Regions from separate parts of the Mus musculus genome. Here region 1 is linked to region 2. Evidence: chromatin contacts called from public HiChIP or PLAC-seq data. All regions are on one chromosome and are shown on one strand. The core of a region is the stretch at or near the end of the contact, and the rest is flanking DNA. Distances in the headings are between cores, read along the strand shown. Region 1 has its middle 39 kb from the start of Gm32018. Region 2 has its middle 30 kb from the start of Gm32018.

Region 1 (4,174 bases), core at 346-2,845, 70 kb before region 2:
AACATTGTCCATACACAACTCTAGCATGTCACCTGGCCTTCTAGACTTAGATGTTCTTGTCTGCTGTTCATAATTGACTGCAGGTGTCTTGGCAAGTCTCAACACTAATGTAAATCCTTCTCCACTGAGTACTTTGTACGCTGTAGGTGCTTAATAAATGGTGTGCTGAGTGATAAACCATACGATCTGAACCTAGGGAGAAGCTAAATGAAAGACGAGTTGTGAATAGCTAGAAGAGCTGTGAACAAGGGGCTGGGTGTGCCAGTGGCCATAAGGCTGCCATTTTGCTTTAATTGGCTTGCACCAGGCTGAAGCATCCTGCTTATGTAAGACATTAGACTTGCAGGGAAATAATCCTCCTTGTGTTTCCTCTGTATATATGTTCAGTCTATCTCTGTGTGTCTCTGTCTCTCTGTCTCTCTGTCTCTCTGTCTCTCTGTCTCTCTGTCTCTCTCTCTCTCTCTGTGTGTGTGTGTGTGTGTGTGTGTGTATGTGTGTGTGTGTGTGTGTGTGTGTGCAAGATGCATAGATGTGGACTTGGGAGTGGAGGGAACTAAAGCTTTGATCCCATTTCCAATACACAATGAAGTTCTGGATTTTCAGTGGACCCAAAGACATCTACACACCAAACCTATGGCCCTGCTCCTCAGCTGGGTAGCAAGATGTAGCACAAATATCTCCATAACAAAAATAGAGAAAAACAAAAAGACATGCTCCAGTGTTTTAGAGTAAGCTTCTCTTCTATGGAAACTTCTGGATTTGCACAATTCATGAGAATCCTTCCTTTAGAGATGAGTCTACAGCACTTAATGCCTGATGCTGCCCAGTTTAGCTCTTGCTTATAGCTTCTTGATATTTTTGGTTGTTTCCTTAAAACATAACTTCTGCCTCTTGTTGCCTACATATTTCATTCCTTCTATTGTTTTTTTACCCCATGGAACAGAATTGACTATATGGGGGGTTGCTGAGTAATTATGGATGATTTCATAGTCTAGTTAGATGTATGATGGAGTGCTTCAGTAGGATGCTAATTTTTAAGGGTGTAGAAAAGTATTTTGGGGAAGTCATCTCTAAAGACAAAAAGAGAAAAAAGTTGTAACTAAGTTTGCCTCTCTGGAAAGTAGATCAATAGACTTTTTAAGAAATAAGCTACAAGTGGCCAAAAACCACAAGAATTCAAATCACATCCGGTGTAACCCTGGGAGATTATTTCTGCTGCAGAAGGAAGATGGCTGTTCGTGATCTGAGCTACAGTATGCTGCAAGGATGTAAGGGCAGCCAAACTCCTGATCTCACTGATGATGGTGGAGTCTTACTCATGAGTCATATCTGACAGAAGGGAAACTGACTGCTTCAGAGGGAACTGATCTCTCCAGTTGATGTGTACAGATAGAGAGCACGTGGATATGCATATGCATATGTATATGTACATATATATGTTATATGTATACTATAAAATTAGTGATTAATATTTTGAAACCTTTACCTCGTTTTAAATAGTTTCTCTTTATGTGAAGTGCATTATTTTTAAAAGCACAGCACACACATCTCCTTCCAGCTCTCCCCTCCAGTGCCTCTGGCATTATTCATTCTGAAACTTTCAACCGGCAGCGGACTTGGAGATGCTTCTTAACTACAGCTCACATCATTAGTGTTCCTGCTGTCTAAGCAGAAAAACAATGGGATTCAGCTTAGCAAAAGGCTTCAGGAAAACATAAACTCTGAAGGGTAATAGATCTGCATCTCAAATGGTTTTTCTGTCTAATGAGCACCCTAATGAATTTTTTTTCAATTAGAATATTTTCACAGATCTCAGAATGGTTAACCCAAGACTGTTTCGTTGGGATAATCTTCATTTACTGAGATGCGTTGACTTCGAGGTCAACAATCTCTGCTCAGTTATTGCTCCGCCAGCCCTCTCTAGGTTGTCCCTCCCCTCTGAGGCCCTCACTGCTTGAGATCAGCTGATACAATCCCAAAACTCCAGTCTATTCTTTCCAGTTCTAATACAGACATTCTGAAAGGTTCCATAGACAGCTCTAACTCCACAGGTCTTGTGATATTGTCTCTAAGCAACACATACACTAACACCATCGTGACATCGTCTGTACATTCAAGTGAACTTTCTTATATTTTTGTTGCCTACGATCAATAGCTGCTGAGTCTGTTGCTGCTGACCTTGAAATAATATCAAGAAAACACTGTCTTGTGTTTCCTTTTCTATTTCTGCTGCCTTAGTTCAGGCCACAGCATCTCTTGCTTGTCTGGAGAAGGCTATAAGATGGCTGTTGCTTTAGGTAGGGTTTTATTGCTGTGAAAATACACCATGACCAAGGCAATTCTTAGAAAGGAAAACATTTAATTGGGGCTGGCTTGAGTTTCAGAGGTTCAGTCCATTATCATCATGGTGTGAAGCATGGTGATGTACAGGCAGATGTGCTGGAGAAGTTCTACATCTTGCAGCAGAAGGAGACTGTGTCACTGGATGTAGCTTGAGCATAGGAGATCTTAAAGCCTGCCCCAATGTGATGTGCTTCCTGCAACAAAGGCCACACCTACTCCAATAAGGCCACACCTCCTCATAGTGCCACTCCTCATAGTGCCACTCTATAGTTGGCCCAGTGGGCAGAAACCAATTTCTCCTTATGAGCACATTTCATTTGTCATGGAGCTGTTCCATAGAATGTTTTGTGTTAAGATCCTTCCTTGCTAAAAATTCCTAGTGGTGGGCCCCAATTTCCTGTCAACTCTGTTTGCAGCTGTTTGGTTCTATTTTCTGATATCTCTCTGGACTGAATCCCAAGAGACAAGTCATTGCTTGATGGGATGTCTGGTGTCACCCCTCTGTGTTTTTCCTGGGCTTCTACTCCTGTATGTCTCACAATATCACATGCACAAGTGTTCTGCGGGTTTCATGCCCCTCACTTTGCCTGCTCTAAGTATCATTCCTTTTTTGATGTCTTAACAAAACTCTTGGCAGGCTTTATGAAGATGCTGTTTATATTTGTGTTTCTGTTAGCAATAGGTTTGAGCTCCTAGATGAAAGGGATGATGTCTTTTTTTTTTAACCTTTGATTTTTGGTAAGGCTCAACTTCATGATAAATTAAAAACATTCACGTGTCTTCTTGAGTAAATGAGCTGTGGATCTTTGATCTTCCGAAGTTCAATGTTCTTCTCCCGTTTGTACATCTTTCTAAGGATTTTTTTGTTCTCAGTGTCTAGCAGTTTTCTTTGGCTGTCTTTTATTGCTGGGGATTGAACCCAGGGCTTCGTGCATCCTAGGCACGGGCTCTGACATTGAGCTATATGCCCAGCCTGGCCAACAGTTTTTGCGAGGTGCTTTGGTTTTTCCTTCGTGTTTATCTTTGTAGGCCTTGAGGTGCTTCTAGAAGTTGCCACTTGATGTCTTTTGTCAACTTTAAAATGTTTTTGGTCAATATCTTTCTTCACATATTGCTCTGTGCTGCCTTTCTTCTCCTTTTGAGACTTTAATCCCATATATGGTAGATTTTCCCCTGTGGAGTTTCCTTGTTTCTCTTGCAGTGTTTTGTTTGTTTGTTTGTTTTTGTAAAGCAGCTCCTACTTTTCTATCCACATTGCTAGCCCCCTTCCCAGCTAAATTTACTTACTGAATTAATCTTAATACCCATTCACTTGGTTTATTTGTTTATTTTTAGTAGTGTTGATCAAACCCATGGCTTTGTGCATGCTAGGTAAGCTGATACCAACTCAGAATTTCTATCTCCTTCTTATAGATTTAATTCCCTGGTGCAATTTTCAGTTTTATAGATTTTCATTAACTTTAGGTGTTCAAAAGTATTTAAATAACTCACTGGGTCTCTAGAGGGTCTGCTTCTAATTTTATTTATATTTATTCTTTATGCAGTGCAGAGCCTTTTACATGTCAGGCAAGGACTTTGATCTCTCATTACATTTCCACCCCTGAGCTTGCCCCTGTTGGTTTTAAACATCTCATGGTCCTGTCTCTTGATATATTAAATTTTACTGGTAGTCAATAATGTAAGCTACAGGTTCTGAGTGGTACGTTCTCCAGGAGGAACTTAGAAAATTTGGTCTGTCACACAGTCTGCTGACACGCAGAAGGCCCTGCCCAGCTTCTTTCTGTTTGAGAGGCCTCTCTCTGCCTGAATGGTGCTTCTGAGGAGTCCGTGA
Region 2 (4,503 bases), core at 1,324-3,823:
AACACAGCCTCACTAGATAAGGAGCTATTGGCAATTAATAACTGACAGAAGAGAGAAAAATCAGTGAAAATTCTGATAGAAGAGAGAAAATTCTTCAATGAAATGGCACTAGGTATACCAACCATATTCTAGGTCTAAGCTTACACAAATATGTCTCTCTCTCTCTTTCTCTCTCTCTCTCTCTCTCTCTCTCTCTCTCTCTGCTTGTGTGTTTAAGAGAGAGAAAAGACATGAAGTTGGGTGGGTAGGGAGGTGGGTAGGGAGGTGGGTAGGGAGGTGGGTAGGGAGGTGGGTAGGGAGGTGGGTAGGGAGGTGGGTAGGGAGGTGGGGGTAGATCCGAGAGGAGTTGGGGGAGAGGAAATGATATGATCAAAGCATATTGTATAGGCTTCTTAAAGAATAAATAAAATCACTTAAAAAGATAGTTTTAGAAATTGACCTAAGAAAACATTTCTTTTGTAATACCACAACATTTTAAATATTTGAGAGAAAGTATAGAACTTATATGAAGCAATGATAGAATTTAAACTGATGTCTGATGGAGTGGAAAACCTTAAATCTTTGGATGGGCAGGCCATATATTGTAACAAGTCATGTCTGTCTTAGGATGTTAATGAAATACCCAGAATTCTAAAGCAGACATTTTTTGATTCAGCAACTAATGCAATGATCTTACATTTCATGTGAAGGAACAGAGCCCATGAGCAGCCAGTAAATATGCAAGAAGCCACACAGTGAAGGGGCAGCTGCTTGGCTGAGTACTGAGATACTAAATGCACCATCATAAATCTATGTGTAGAGGCAGGGGGCAGCTGTATAGATCAGCGCACAGATGGACAATTCACAAATAGATCCCATTCTATATGAGAATTTTGAATATGAAAATGTGGTATGTGTTTTTTTCAGTAGCAGAAGAATGGTTTGTTTAATAATCTGTGAGTACAACAGGCTCTCCATCTGGAGGAAAATTAGTTTTCTCATATCTAGGATAGCTTACAAGAATAACCCCCCAAGGAATTACAACGATGGGACTTGTGGAGACCTTGTGTTTTGAAGGTCAACTCTGCTACTTAACTCTTCCTAACTCCATCCCACTGGACTAACTCATCCCAGGATGATGAAGGGGAAGCTGAAGGACCAGGGGCGAGGCCAGTCAGATCTGCCCAGCAGAAAGGAATCGTGCAAGTCAAGGTTTCAAACCCACCGAAGACAAGAGGCGTGGACAACTGGGAGTGTCTGTGAGAGAATGATAGTGGGAATCAGGGAAGGGTAGGCAGAGGACAAGCAGGACTGGGGAGAAGGGAAGAAGAGAGGAAGGCAGAGAGACAGAGATGCATAGAGAGACACAGAGACAGAAGGGATATAAAGAGATATACAGAAAGACACAGAGAGTCAGAGAGAGGTATACAGACACACACACACACACACACACACACACACACACACAGAGAGAGAGAGAGAGAGAGAGAGAGAGAGAAAGAGAGAGAGAGAGACATAGGGAGAGAGACAGAAAGACAGAGAGGTACACAGAGAGATACAGAGACACATACTGGTGTTATAACTCAACAATAGTCAATATATACAACATAGTACAATAGGATTATGAAGGAAGGCCATGGGATGGCTTAGTTGTCAAAGGTGATTTGATCATGATGGAAAGAGAGAAGTTGCTCTCTTTCCGATAGTTCTCTGACCTCCAAACATGCAGGGTGGCATGTGCGTGTGCATGCCTGTGCCCACGTGCACCCACAAATAGACACACACAAACACACACACACACACACTGAGTGAATGAATGAATAAACAAATAAATGCAGAAAAAGGGTCACAAAACAGTCACATCACCTAGTGGCATTGCCATAAGAGGCATCTCTCTAGTGTTTGGAGGGCTGTGCTGACACAGACAAACCCACCCACTCCTAATTCTATAAAAGAATAGCACGCACAGTACACTTACATACAGTCCCCAACACAAGACAATGCTAAGAAAATTCTGTTACTACAGGGTAGAGACATAGCTCTGCTGTGAGTAGCACTTGCTGCTCTTTCAGAGGACCTAGGTTCTATTCCCAGCACCCACAGCTCACAGCTTCTGTAACTCCAGTCCCAAAGGCTCTGATGGCCTCTTCTAGCTTCTCTAAGAACTGCACACACATGATAAACAGACACACATGCAGGCAAAACACTAATACATGTGAAATATAAATAAATAAATCTTTAAATAAATCTCTTGCTTTTTTTTGTTTGTTTGTTTTTGTTTTACAGCTACCGTCTCTACTTCAATAGTTATTTTGGAGTGCACTCCTTACACTTAGAGACAGAGCCTGGTGTCATGTTGATCACTAGCATTCACAGCTCGTGTTATTCTAGTGCCCGATGCTACCAGGAGCCCACCGCGAGCACTCGGCTAAGCAATGATGTTTGTGCAAGTGGAAGTAACTCCAGACATGTTTCTCGGAATGTCACTCTGTTAAGTGACACATGATTGTGTGTTTGTCATCATCTGGGATCATTTGTTGTTACCCTGAGTCAGAATGGCTTTCCTACTTGCTTTCATTTGCTTTGGCTTCTGGCCAGCCATTTCCTGTCTCTGCAGCTGTTTCTTTGAGGACAGGAAGGCTGATTTCATCTTAGGTGGTGAGGAGGAAAATGTCAATTATTGTGTTAGAAAACTAAGCAAAAATGCTGTGTTCTTTTCTCCTTTGTAAAGACCCCTCCCCCCCCCCCCCCAACCTGGTCACTAGAGATAAGTGTGGGGACTGGGCGTCATTCCCCTATGGCCTGAAGAGAGTCTTCAAAGACTGTTTGGTGGTGAGTAGTTGCCCTCCAGTCCCTGGAGATTGGCTGAGGGAAAAGGTAGGTGTGGGGGGGAGATAAGAGTAGATGCTGGCTGAGCAGCCTGGCTGGGGGAAGCCAGTGCACTGACCCTCAGGCCCGAGCCTGGCTTGGGTACCAGAGGAACCACAGCTCTTAACGGAGTTTCTGGGAGAGGAAAACAGCCAGAGAGGGGTGGAGGTGTCTGAGCTCAGAGTCCAAGGCAATGCTTCGCTTGTGAAGTTGGCCATCTGAAGGACTAATGGATGCTAGAAAGAAAGGGCAGTGGTGGGTGGCTTTCAAGACGCCAGATGACACAGACAGAGAGATATTTAAGGAAGTTGTAAGTACGGACAGGGACAGAGTACATCTAGAACTTTCAAGATCACAACCTGGTTTCTGTCATGGATCCAGTGAACTACCACTCTGGGTGGTGACAAAGAGGCCTAGCACAGTCACCAGCCATGCCAGTTAACAGAACTTCCCAGGCATCCTATGAAGGGAACAGGCTGCCCTCAGAAAGGGTATTAGAGTGTGGCGGCTTGACTGAAAAAGGCTCACAGGCTCGTATATTTGAATGCTTGGTAGAGCTGTTTGGGAAAAGATTAGGAGGCGTGACCTTGTTGGAGGAGGTGTGTCACAGAGGGTGTGCTTCGAGGTTTCAAAAGCCTACAACAAGCTCAGTCTTTCTCTGCGCCCCCAACTTGTGGCTAAGATGTAAGCCCCAGCTGCTCCAGCACCATGCTGGCCTACTGGCTATGCTCCTTGCCATGGTGGCCAAGGACGTCTGGAACCATGACCCCCAAATTAAATGTTTTCTTTTATAAGTTGTCTTGGTCATGGTGGCTATTCACATGAGTTAAAAAAAAAGTAACCAAGACACAGCAGACTTGCACAGCCTTCTGCAGTGTGTGGTTAGTCAGGTTAGGGTTTTGATCCTAACTGGCCATTGGCTGGTCATCTGGATGGGCTTGTGGACCTGCCAAGCCCCCTGAGAGTTATCTTATGGCTAATAGGAAAGTGACGAGATCTAGTAGAGCTGCTTCCACAAGATCATGAGCAGGGCAGGCACTTAGTCAAAGTGAGATTCTCTTCACTCTGTGGTAGTAAGGATGGCTTTCCCCAAGCTTTTGAGGTTCCATCCACTTTTAGTCAGGTTTACCTGGTTCTTTCCCATGGTATGAGGAGCTTAGAAAACTGTATTCAAGGTATGGTTATGACAGCTTTCTGTTGCTTTGCCAAGAGCGGCACCCAACACACCGAAGGTCTCAGTGCTAGAGAACGAATGAGGCAGCTTTGAGTAAACCACTGGATTGTGCTGTTGGCACCTGAGAGTCACTGTCATCTGAATCATCTCCTCCTTTCAGTTGCTAGTTTTCCACAAAGGCCTGCCACCTCACGAGTTCACTACCAGCTCTCAGATCTCACATCACGCTATTCGTGTTAATAGGCACACAAAACCCAAGTTCAAAACCATGTTTTCCTGTAAAGTAGGAAACAGAGTTTTGTTGGATCAGTTAGAAATGACTGGCCACTGGAAACTTACTTAATTAGCAATTTGCTATGATTTCTTGGCAATCATCCTGTTTGCTCAGAAGATTTTGCAAGGTGAGCAGAAGCCGCAAATAGAGTTCAGATGCAATAAAATCCTTAGGAAAACGAGGTTGAACAGTTAGCAAGGTTAAAATG

What was found. HiChIP or PLAC-seq counts read pairs in DNA pulled down with a chosen protein or histone mark.
Region 1: a BATF HiChIP or PLAC-seq map of CD8 T cells shows a contact between it and region 2, with 17 read pairs. The contact joins two enhancer-like sites. A contact is called at or near these places in 1 of 15 datasets of contacts at CTCF or cohesin (CD8 T cells), 2 of 484 Hi-C or Micro-C datasets (nephron progenitors and regulatory T cells) and 2 of 115 datasets of contacts at active chromatin or transcription factors (CD8 T cells and microglia).

Annotation. Positions count from the first base shown.
Region 1 is chr9:95,347,877-95,352,050 of GRCm38.p6, reverse strand. No RefSeq gene overlaps it. Among named protein-coding and RNA genes, the nearest start is that of Gm32018, 39 kb to the right of the region's middle. Within about 2 kb of position 1,595, at least 19 of the 459 cell types and tissues checked have an H3K27ac peak or open chromatin away from gene starts, as enhancers often do. A contact at or near this core is called in CD8 T cells, where this site is marked.
Region 2 is chr9:95,278,146-95,282,648 of GRCm38.p6, reverse strand. No RefSeq gene overlaps it. Among named protein-coding and RNA genes, the nearest start is that of Gm32018, 30 kb to the left of the region's middle. Within about 2 kb of position 2,573, at least 65 of the 459 cell types and tissues checked have an H3K27ac peak or open chromatin away from gene starts, as enhancers often do. A contact at or near this core is called in CD8 T cells, where this site is marked.